Regions from separate parts of the Mus musculus genome. Here all the other regions are linked to region 2. Evidence: chromatin contacts called from public ChIA-PET and promoter capture Hi-C data. All regions are on one chromosome and are shown on one strand. Each heading gives the region's core, a stretch centred on a gene start, on an enhancer-like site or on the middle of the called end of the contact. The rest is flanking DNA. Distances are from core to core; before and after follow the strand shown.

What was found. ChIA-PET counts read pairs in DNA pulled down with a chosen protein or histone mark. Capture Hi-C pulls out chosen DNA fragments and counts their contacts.
Region 1: a contact with region 2 is called in a promoter capture Hi-C map of adipose tissue. The contact joins the promoter of Repin1 here to the promoter of Zfp777 in region 2. A contact is called at or near these places in 2 of 39 promoter capture datasets (cranial neural crest and frontonasal cranial neural crest), 1 of 484 Hi-C or Micro-C datasets (embryonic stem cells), 2 of 115 datasets of contacts at active chromatin or transcription factors (astrocytes and neural tube) and 2 of 9 other capture datasets (adipose tissue and embryonic stem cells).
Region 3: an RNA polymerase II ChIA-PET map of memory CD8 T cells shows a contact between it and region 2, with 13 read pairs. The contact joins the promoter of Gimap4 here to the promoter of Zfp777 in region 2. A contact is called at or near these places in 1 of 39 promoter capture datasets (the C10 cell line) and 1 of 115 datasets of contacts at active chromatin or transcription factors (memory CD8 T cells).
Region 4: an RNA polymerase II ChIA-PET map of memory CD8 T cells shows a contact between it and region 2, with 14 read pairs. The contact joins the promoter of Gimap5 here to the promoter of Zfp777 in region 2.

The regions. Positions count from the first base shown.
Region 1 is chr6:48,592,603-48,595,302 of GRCm38.p6, reverse strand. Repin1 (replication initiator 1) reads right to left here and starts at 1,420. Exons shown (of 3, transcript NM_001079901.1): 1 at 1,251-1,420; 2 at 327-512. The coding sequence starts at 471.
Region 2 is chr6:48,046,752-48,049,451 of GRCm38.p6, reverse strand. It overlaps Zfp777 (zinc finger protein 777), which reads left to right and starts at 1,338. Exons shown (of 6, transcript NM_001081382.1): 1 at 1,338-1,466. The coding sequence starts at 1,350.
Region 3 is chr6:48,683,238-48,685,937 of GRCm38.p6, reverse strand. Gimap4 (GTPase, IMAP family member 4) reads right to left here and starts at 1,360. Exons shown (of 3, transcript NM_174990.4): 1 at 1,315-1,360.
Region 4 is chr6:48,744,805-48,747,527 of GRCm38.p6, reverse strand. Gimap5 (GTPase, IMAP family member 5) reads right to left here and starts at 1,331. Exons shown (of 3, transcript NM_175035.5): 1 at 1,098-1,331.

The DNA of each region.
Region 1 (2,700 bases), core at 171-2,670, 550 kb before region 2:
CAGGGGAACCCAGATTCCTGAGAGCCTCCTACACAGAGTCAGTTCAGGGGTGGCAGTAAGACTTCCCAGGGACCTTTTCATGTCTGTTCGTGGCCTCTGTCCGGGCAAAACCTCCTGAATTCCTTTACAGCCTGCTCTCTTTTGGGGGACTACAGACATGACTCAACCCCACCAACCCCCAACTCCCACCCCCGCCTGAACCCAGGGAAGACTCCATGATAGGAGAATGGATTCCTTCCCCAGTACATCCCTGTCCTGCAAGTATAGGAGACATGAGCGCTGGAGTTATGGGTTGGTTTGAGGGCACAAGAAAGGCCAAACTCTACCCTGAAGACTGAAGAGCTGGGGGTGAGGCTTTTTCCAGCTCCTTCTGGGGATGTTCCTGGGGAGACTTCGGCTGCTTCGGCCCACACTTCGGTAGCCCCCGGATGACAGAGAAAACTGTAGCAATAAAGACATCCCTATCCCCATGGCAGAGCTCAGACCTCTAACTGCTGAGAGGTCAGCCTTACCTGGGGAAGGGAGAGAAAAGAACGAGTGTGAGGCTCTGCGCTAAGCCAGGGCAGGTTTGTGTCATCACCCAGTCTCTCCCAGATTCAAGGCTACAGAGTTCAGCCTTGAACTCCATACCCAGCCTGGTCGAATGACCTAGCGGACACTGAACTAAATAAAGCATGAGCATGACCCTTTACTGAGGAAGCACAGTGCTGCCTTTGGAGGCCACCTCCTAGCCTGGTAGGGCCCCAGAAGAATAGCCTCCTCCATCTGTTGCAAGGCTCTTTCTCAGTGGCCAAAGGGCTGCCTAGGCAGTAACTCTGGAATCCCTATTGCCTCCCCTTCCCCCACTCTCCGCGCAACATAAATTCCAGGCCTGTCTCCCGAGGGTCTACGCAGGGAGCGCCAGAGTGCCCAGGACTCTCCAGAATTTCCTTGGTCATCTAGGGCAGCCCCGGGTGGCAGCAGGCCCACACACTCCCCCTTTGTATAGATGCGTGTCCTCCGTCCACATTTGCTGGCTCGCTGGACCGGTTCGGACCAGCCAGTGGGCCATCTCGGGTCCCACGCACAGCGCAGCCCGCGGAGCCTGTGCGCAGGTGCGCTCGCCCCGCGCCTCAACACTCCCCCCCCCCTTTCATATTCCGCGCGCGCGCGCGAACCCCACAGCCGCACACACTCACGGTCACGCGCCCCACAGGTGGAGCTGCCCTCGCACGCCCTCGGTGGCCCCTGCGCCCTTACTCGACCCATACCTCTCCCGCGTGCCCTCCAGGGACGCAGCGCCCATCCATAGAGCACCAGGCCGGCCTCTGCGGCCGGTTCCCCGCCCCGCAGCGGCGACAGCGGCAGGTTCGAGTTCACAACTGCCAGGCCCGTCCCCAACCTCCCCCCACGCGCTGGGTTCCCAGCTCCACGTGACTACAGGAGCTGCGGAGGGTCAGTCTCGGCTAGGCGGCCGCGGCCTGGGGGCGGGGCGGGCCAGGTCACCCCGCTGCACTGCCGCTCCGGCACAAGGCCAGGGAGGGCCCCCGGCTCCATCGCCATGGCAGCCACCAGCTCCGGTTTGGCCACCGGCCCGAGCTTCAGTTTCCTAACCCTCTGCCCAGAAAAGGATGCTCGCCCCTGGGCCACCTTGTGGCCAGGCTGTGGTCACTGTGTTTGGTCCACCCTTACTGTCTTTTTCAAAACTCAGAGCCAGAGAGAACTAGACAGGGCACCAACGGTTCTCCTGGCGTCGAGCCTGGGGCTTTGCCCAGTCCGCTCTAGCTTAGGGCTGGAACACAGCACCACGGCAACAGAGCGCATCTGGATGAAGAATGAATGGCCCGCAACTGTGAATTCTGCAAGGCCCTCTATTCCCACAACTAAGATCCGGAGTGGCCTAAGCTCTAGAGATGCAGGCCGGGCCCAGGTGGCTGTTGGCACAAATGGGTCGTTTACCCTTGGAAACGCACAGCAGCCAGTGTGGCGTCTGCGGAGGCAGGTGCAAGCCTGTGGCCATGACTCACCACCCACTAGCAGGTGGCCTTGGCTTTCCAAAAGAACCCCATCTTGGAACTTCCAGACCAGTGCAATTTCGTGTCCTTTCATGCTTTCAACAGAGACAAGCTTTGAATTGTACAATTATTTTAAAAAAAAACACTTTTAAAATCTCTCCCAAGGGCCATCTAGCCCTCTCATATATTAGCCTCCTAAAGCCAATTACATTCGGTGTTTGACATACTCGAGTGTTCTGAATAGTATTTTATATTGGGGAAGCCTGGGTTATCCCTTGCAACTGTACATGCTGGCTCTTCACTTAAGATATTGTAAGTTTTCTCCCATTTCGTTGTTCTCTTATATATTATATTAAAACATATATATATATATATATATATATATATATATATATATATAGTTTAATGGCTGTATAAATATGCAAATCGATTACATATTTTTCCTATGTCCTTATAGATTAATGTCTCATTACCCATGTCCAGGTTCAAACTTTTGGAGGTAGAAACAGATGGTCAAAGACAAGATTCATCAGTTATCCCTGAGAAATGACCATTTTTTTCCATTTCCTTGACAACATGGGCTATTTTCCCAAATTTAATTAAAATGACTGTTTGCTTCAATTTTTGCTTCTTGGGTTGCTGGTTTCCTGACTTGTTTGTTTTGTGTGATTTTTTTTTTAAACCAGTTTATGCTATGACTACTGAG
Region 2 (2,700 bases), core at 89-2,588:
AGCTTCATATTGCCCGGTTGCCTTCTAAGACAAGCTCCAACCCAGACACCCCCGGGGTTCTATGAAGTGAAAAAATTATTCTGGCTTTTCCTCTAGGTTCCAGTTGGGGTTCATTCATCCCTAACTGTAACCAGGACACCTGCTCAGACTTATTTTTCTTTTTTCATTCCATTCCCAAATCTTGGCAGCTCCTGCAAATTCAGTAAACGTGCGATTCACTGAACCTGTCCAGGAAAGAGGGTTCTCTCTCATGGTTGGAAAGAGTACAAGGGGGCGAAAACTGCAACTTGGGATCAGCAAGCCACTCCCGGCTCGGCCTCAGTTTCCTCCTAAGTAGCCCGTCTAGCCCCTTCCAACCCGTGCCCTCAAAGATTCCAGGAATTCTGTCCTTTCTGGCCGAAAACAACACTGAGGCTTTTCACAAAGCACTCCCACCCCCACCCCTCGCTCCCCTTGGATCCACAGCCCGCGTCCCTGGAACCCGGGCTGCACTGCGCTGGTCACATGAACTCCGGCTTTCTGTGGTGTGACGGCTCTCTCCGATCCCTTTGTGAGCGCAGGTTTTGAAAGCCAACGACCGGGTTCTGGGTTTGAGACGCGCAGGCGGCCGCGGGCGGAAGGCTGTCGGAGCCCATCGGCCCGCCTCCAGACCCAGCGCGCCGCGCGCCCGGGATTCCGCTCCGCCGCCTCCGCCGCCGCCGCTGCCCGCCGCTGCCCGCCGCGGCCTGGCCCGAGGGCGCCGGGCCGCCAAGACGCCAGGTGAGCCGCGAGGGACCGGGAGCCGCGACGGGCTCAGGGCGTGTCCGGCGCCGAGGCGGCCCGCGCCTCACTGTTCGCTCCTACCGGCTGTAGATGGAGCTGTCTGGGTTCCGGCCGCCTCCGACGAGCCTCCGAGCGCTCCTCTTGAAACGCCTGAGAGGGACATGCCTCCCAGGATGCAGTTTGTAGCAACATGGCAGCTGCGGTGCAGCTCCCCTGCTGAAGAGGCGCCGGGACGGCCGCGCAGCTCGCAGCCGGGACCCGGGCCGCAGCCGGGGTCGCAGCGTCGGCCGCTCGGGGCGGGCGAGCGCGCCGGGGGCGGCCGCAGAGCGCTGGGGCCCAGCTCGCCGCCCGGGCGCAGCCCGCACAGCCGCGCTCCGACGCCGCCACCGCCGCCACCGCCGCCCGCGCCCGCCCGCCGAGCACAGCCCCGAGCAGGCCGGGGCCCGACGGCCGCGCAGCCCCGGCGGGTGAGGCCAGGCCGCGCCGCACTGCCAGCCCGCCCACGGCGCCGGGCCTGCGTGGGGCTGCGCGCGGCGGCGGCGGCGGCGGCGGGGACTCGCACGGCGCGGGCCGGGCGGCGCGGGGCCATGGCCGAGGCGGCCCCGGCTCGGGGGAGGGCAGCCCGCGCGCGCACGGACGCGCGGCCTCGGGGCCCCGGGGACAGCCTGCGTGCTCCGGGCTCGGTGGCCCGGCCTGGGGTCTCGGTAAGGGCCGGGCGCGGCGACGTTAGCGGGGAGGGGGCGCCCTGGCGGGCTCGCGCGCCCCCTGGGGGGGAGGACGGCCGGGGCGGGCGGGAGCGGCGGCCGTCCGTGCGAGGCTGCGCGGCCGCACGGCTCCCGGACACGCGGCCCGAGGTGGGGCGCGGGCGGCGCGCTCGCTCCCTGGCTGCGGAGCCGGCGCTGCGTCCGTCGGGGTGGCCAGCGGCACGTTTTCCGCAGAGCTCGGCCCCGCGGAACGGCTCCCGGCCTGGGCGCGGTGCTGACGCGGCTCTCCCATTTCGCAGAGCGGAGACACTGAGGCACGGACACCCGGCGGCGACCTGCCCTGCCTGCCCCAAGGTCACGTAGCGAGTCGGCCCGGGCTAGGTGCCCGCAGTCCCGTAGAGGCCTGCCCAGCGTGCCGCGGGCCTGGACGGGGAGGGGTGGCGCTGGCGGCGGCTTCGCCAGGGTGGGCGGCCTGGGCTAGCCGAGCACTGGCTGCGGCCCGTCGGGGGAGGAGGGGAAGGCCGGGCAGCGCCCAGCCCAGCGACTCCGGTGTGGGGAGCAGTGTGATCCATAGCCTCTGCGTCAGGAGCACCCCGAGTCAAACTTGGGGTACGGATAAATGGGGTCTGGCGAATGAGAGCCTAAGAGGTTGATGTTCTTCCGAGGGCCATTCAATAATTAAACGCCCTCCCACCCAACGTGCTCTCTGAGGCACCCTGGCTGTGCTAGGCGGGTTTGCTGCATGGGAGTCCGTGCCTTTGAACCTGTTTCCATGTATACTGGAAGAGATAGGATAGATGGCTTCCTAAAAACCTCGCAGTTCTTAAAATAACAATAACAAAACACCTGGGAAATAAAATGAAGATTTTTTTTTAAACATTCTTACCTCTGGGCTTAGGTCTTCATGGCATGTAATTCTGAGTGAACCATCCTGGGTCATGTAAGAAAATGGCACAGCTTTTGTAAAAAGTCAGATGTGTGTCGTTATGCATGTTTCTAGTATGTTGGCATGGATCCTGGAGCCCCTAATCATTTACCACACAAGGGTGGGGAGGAAAGAGAGACAGGTAGAAGCTGTGAAATGTGGCGCAGAGGAATTCTAACGTTCCTCTCCTGCTAGCAGGTAGCAGCTTGAGAATTTGAGCTTATTCGATTTAGCTGTCTTTGCTTGAGGGTAAGGTCAAGCCACAGGTTTGCTGGAGCTGATGACATTGTATCAGGACTTGGGGGGGGG
Region 3 (2,700 bases), core at 111-2,610, 640 kb before region 2:
TTTGAGATCACTTGCTTTTGCTGTAACTGCACAGCAGCATTTCCTCATCGAAGACATGATTGTAACACGAAATCATTTTTTAGCATATGACTGTCTCCTCTTTGACTCTGTGACAGGAAACTTTCCAGGCACAGACACAGCACTGGACAAAGGGCGGGTCTCAATTTACTAAACAAGCAAATTGACCTTCTTGGGTCTTTACCTCTCTCTGCTTGGGGGTGGCCTGTGCCACCCAGCCATCCTTCCCTGTTAACCAAGACACAGTTATGTAGAAACACTCAGCTCATTTGAGTGTTTCCTCTACCTAATACACATGAACACATTTGAAAACTCTGGAGCCAACTACAATCAGGACAGGTTGGAATGCTCCTTGGTAAGGACAGAGTCCCCACACAGGGAGCCCTCAGATACAGATGTGAAGCAGAACTCTAGATGCTTCTTTTGAAAGAGGCTTTTTATGCCTGAAGGCCAGGTGGGTGGAAGACAGCTTCTCATAAACTAAAAAGAAACCACAAACTCACACAAAGCATTGGTTCTTAGCACAGACTTGATTTGGTGATTAGCAAGGAGGCCCAGTATCAATGGTAGAAAATTTCTCAAAACTTTCTCGGGGTCGGGGGAGACAGAGGGCACAGGGTGACAGAGGAGCTCTTTAGACTCTAATTCATCTGTAAAACCAGGACCTGTGTTTCTGTAGGTGCAGATTTCATTGACTAAGTCATCCCCGCTCTGCCTATGACCAAACGTCTACTACTGGCTTCAGAACAGTAGCCACAGTAAACATAACCTCCCTACTTAGACCTACCTGGAGGGAGCTCAGCTCTTCTAAGAACTCGGGGGGGAAATAGTTTCCCCAAGAGGCAGGTTCCCTAGGAAGCAGCTTACAGGAAAAAGATAAAGGCTAGTGCTAATCCCAACATTATGGCAGCTTGGGGGAGCTGTGCCAAGCTGAGCCTGTTAGGGATCCTCCGCATCCCTGCCTTCTTCCTGCCTGCTCTCTCCAAGCTAACTCAGTCATTCTCTTCCTGGAAGAGTCACATTTAAAAAAAAAATTTTTTTTTTTTGACCAGTGCAGGAATACTTTCCCTGTAGAAAAAGTGTCCTCCTCAAAGCAGCGAACCCTGAAGCACACAGGAATTTGTAGAACTCAGCCTTCAACTCGGACTACAGCCTAAAATTATCAGGCTGGAAACAGAAGCCAATGAATACAATTCCCAAGAGCAGGTCTGTCAGGAGGTTTACTAGACACAGCTAGTAGAGAGGCCCCTTCCTCACCAAATTCAACACCCACATCATCCATCCCTATTCTCTTACCTGAAAATCTGGGTCCTTTGACCTTCTCTGATTTCGAAACAATACTAAACACCAAGAAAACAGAGTAGCAGAGAGGAAGCGAGGGGGAGGAACTGTGGAAATAGGAGTGTGCAAGGGACCCACCCATCTTCCTAGCAAGCTGCACTGCAGAACGTTCTGCAGTCCTCTTGTTCTGTGTCATCTCATGTGGTACCCATGGGCTGCTGGTAGCTACTTAGCACTTGGAATGTGATAAATCAATAGTCACGTTTTTTCACCACCAGGACTTTAGTTGACTGCAATATGGTCCATCATAGTAAATAACGGTCAGTCAGCTCTTGTTTGGCAGAACAATCTGTAAATGTGAATGACAATGACTTGGCTGGCAGTGATATTGAATCTCCTGTATGTTTGTTTAAGAAATGAGAGAAAGGGGGCTGGTGAGATGGCTCAGTGGGTAAGAGTACCCGACTGCTCTTCCGAAGAACCGGAGTTCAAATCCCAGCAACCACATGGTGGCTCACAACCATCCGTAACGAGATCTGACTCCCTCTTCTGGAGTGTCTGAAGACAGCTACAGCATACTTACATATAATCAATCAATCAATCAATCAATCAATCAATAAAAAAGAAGAAGAAGCCACTAACTTCTGGGCAGCTGAGCTTAAAAAAAAAAAGAAAGAAATGAGAGAAAGAAATAATTGAGTAAGAGAGAAAGAGAGAGAAGAGAGCTCCTTGTTAATAGCATATAAATAGAATCTACTTTTTTTTTTTTAAAGATTTATTTATTTATTATATGTAAGTACACTGTAGCTGTCTTCAGACACTCCAGAAGAGGGAGTCAGATCTCGTTACAGATGGTTGTGAGCCACCATGTGGTTGCTGGGATTTGAACTCCGGACCTTCGGAAGAGCAGTCGGGTGCTCTTACCCACTGAGCCATCTCACCAGCCCCTAGAATCTACTTTTAATTTGGATATTTAGGTATTTTTACATGTCATATAATTCATGATACAGTTGGATTTAAATAGCACATCTATATCATATCTCCTCTCCTCAGGGGTCAGGGCTTATTACAGAAGAGGGGTGAAAAGACTGGAGTCATTGAACACTGCAGTGAAACACTATTTGCTGGATATGACAAGGTCATTTCACACAAAAATTTGCATGGACCAAAACCTCAGTGCTGATGGGGAAGGGCTCATGAACTCTTGCCCTATCTAAGGAGAGCTGTGGGCAATTGATTGCTGCTAGTGTTTGTGTGTGTGTGTGTGTGTGTGTGTGTGTGTGTGTGTGTGTGTGTGTGTGTGTGAGAGAGAGAGAGAGAGAGAGAGAGAAAGAGAGAGAAGTTGTGAAGTTTTTTTCTCAGGAGCACTGCCCCTAAGAGGTTACCCATTTGTTGGTAGAT
Region 4 (2,723 bases), core at 82-2,581, 700 kb before region 2:
GCACAAACCCAAATGTTCATTCTCGTCTGAAAACAGCCAAGCCAGCTTATCAGGACAATTTATTTTACCAAGCAATGAGGACACAGTTCAGTCAGGAAGTTGAGAGAGTCTTTCTTGTCTTCCTTGTTAAGTACCGGCAGGCAACAAGGACGCCTAGGGCAAAGCGCCTGATGCACAAGCTTGGAGACTTGACTCTGAGCACCAGAGCCTGCTTCTGTAATCCCAGCACTATACACAGTGAGGCAGCCTGTGGAGATAGGAGAATCAGCCAGAGGCTGTCAGGCCAGCTAGCCCAGGGTGTGGCAGAAACAAGAGAGAAGCCGTTTCCACCAAGCAGAAGGGTAGAAATGACTTCAGAAAGCTGTCCTCTGATCTCCACAAGTCTCCAGTGGCACCAGTGTATTTCCTCACACAACTAAAACCAAAACAAACATTTTCACTCGCATCTGCTCCACCCATCTGCCCCTCCCCTGTTCCTTTATGTCCAGGTACTAAGAGTCACAGGGCAGGTTAGTAGGCAAGAGTCCTGGAAATAGTACCCTCTACTGTAAAGTTCAGCTGACAACGAGGGTGTTCATACACATCTAAAACATAATACTGTTAACATACCACAGCTTCTTGGGGTATGTTAAGGGAAGGTGTGGGATACCTGGCCATGAAGAATGGGGTGGTTTTCAGACAAGATTCTAAGGTAGAATTCACTGACCTGTCTTTCAGGGAAGGGCTAGACCATATAGGAAGGAACATAGAGGTTTCACTCTGGCTTGTAGAGCCTTAAGAACTCATCCTGCCCTCCTTCAGATGAGGTCTATCTGGCCTAGTAGGCTTTGGGGAGTCTGGGATAAAATGAAGAAATGTGCTCCACCTGCTGGGGGAGCTTGGGAAAGCCTGTGGCTCGGACTTTAATTACTCCTCCATCAAAAAACCATCACCTTTGTTAACTGAGGGTTTCAGAAAGGCGCAGATGGTGAGATGGAAAGCCTAGGGCCTAGGGATGATGGCATGGAAATTTCAGGGCTCTGTCCCACTCTATGCTGTCGCCGACCCTCAATTCACTGCTCTTTCACTGTCCAGGAAACCCAACACACCAAGCTCACCCGAGTGCACAGCGGCTCCCTGGCTCCCAAGCGGCTGTCAGCGCCCTGGCGGGTTCCTCTTTACCCTTACAGGTATGCGGTGGGCCTGTGCCTGCTGAGCAGTGCTCTCACAGAACAGCTACATGCAGAGCCATGAATCCAGAGTCCGAAGGCAGGAAAAGAAAGCCCATGGTGACGGAATACACACTGCCCTGCAGACTATATCCCCTCGGGTAGGTGGAAAGGCCTTGAACATTTGCCAGAACACAGTGAAACTGCTTTAGTCAATGACCACTTCCTGTGGAAAGCCTCCCGGCCCTACTCATTTCCCCTTCAGGGGGTGTTGAGGGCACAGTTCTCGGAGCCTGAGAAGTGGAAGACAGCCACCCTTTTCAAGAAAGCCCATGTGTGGCTGGAAAGTGCTGCGTCCCAGGTTCCCCATCAGCACCCAAGCTGAGCATCTGCACTTCCCCAAGCTCCTGGGGTCTCATGTCACAGGCTCTGCATTCAGAACTCCTAAAGAGGGACAGAAAAGCAGCACTGGCCCCGGAGAACCCGGACTGCCCCCTCTCAAAGAGCAGCTAAGCTCAGACAGGAGACCCGGTACTGGCTACCCCTTCTTTGCTATTTGTTGACACAGCCATAGGTGGTCATTGTACAGTTTCTCGCCTATGGAATGTCCAGATGGGCAGGGTGAAGTATTTCTTTACCTTTGTACCTGTTAAGTTTAAGCCTTGAACATAATACACAGTGCTGGCTTATGCAAGGTGATTCTCATCTCAGAGAATTCCCCCATGATGCTTTCTATTGTCAGGAAAGTATACTTGGCTCTCTGTTGTGAACACTAGGGTTTCAAGGGGTCTAGGGAGGTGACATTCTAAGAGACTGCACAGAAAGTGGGGGGGGGGGGGGAGGAAGGAAGAGAGATGAAAGGAGGGAAGGACAGTTAGTTTAAAGCTAGGTAGATAAAGCCCTCTGCTTGTATTTTTAAGAGAAGACATAACTGAAGTTAAGCATGGTGGCTTATTCTTATCCTAGTTTGTCAGGGGATTGCAGCAGGATTGCCTTGAGTTAGAAGCCAGCCTAAGCCACTGTGTGAGTCAGTCTAATAAAAAGCCTTAGCCTCAAGAAGATGTAGCAGCATCCTTTATTAGTGTCTCTGTCCTTTATCTTAAACTCAGTAGCGACCAGCTGTGCCTGCTAGTTGCTAGAGCTTGTTATGTCCTTAGGGCAAGAGGAAGGTCTGCAACCGAGAGGGCCCTGCAGTCAGGCTTCAGCTGAAGCTAGATCCCTACATTCCCAGGGTGCTAGGGAGGTTCTGGATGTTTGCAATTCAAAGAGAGGCTGCTGTGAGCACAAGATCCTCCCACTCTTCAACTCAAAACAGTTTTTTGTTTTTGTTTTTGTTTTGTTTTGTTTGTTTGTTTTTTTTTGTTTGTTTTTTGTTTTTTTTTTAAAGATGTACATCTCAAGGCAAAGGCAAAGAGGGAGAACAAAAGGTCCTAAGAGGTTTGGGTTTCATTATTATCATCATCATCATTATTTTTTTTATTATTTTTAAGAAAGAAAGGAAAAGAGAATTCCGAGTGATGGTTCTGTCCCATTGAAGAGATTTTTTCCCCCATTTTGATTTTTATTCAACCTTTG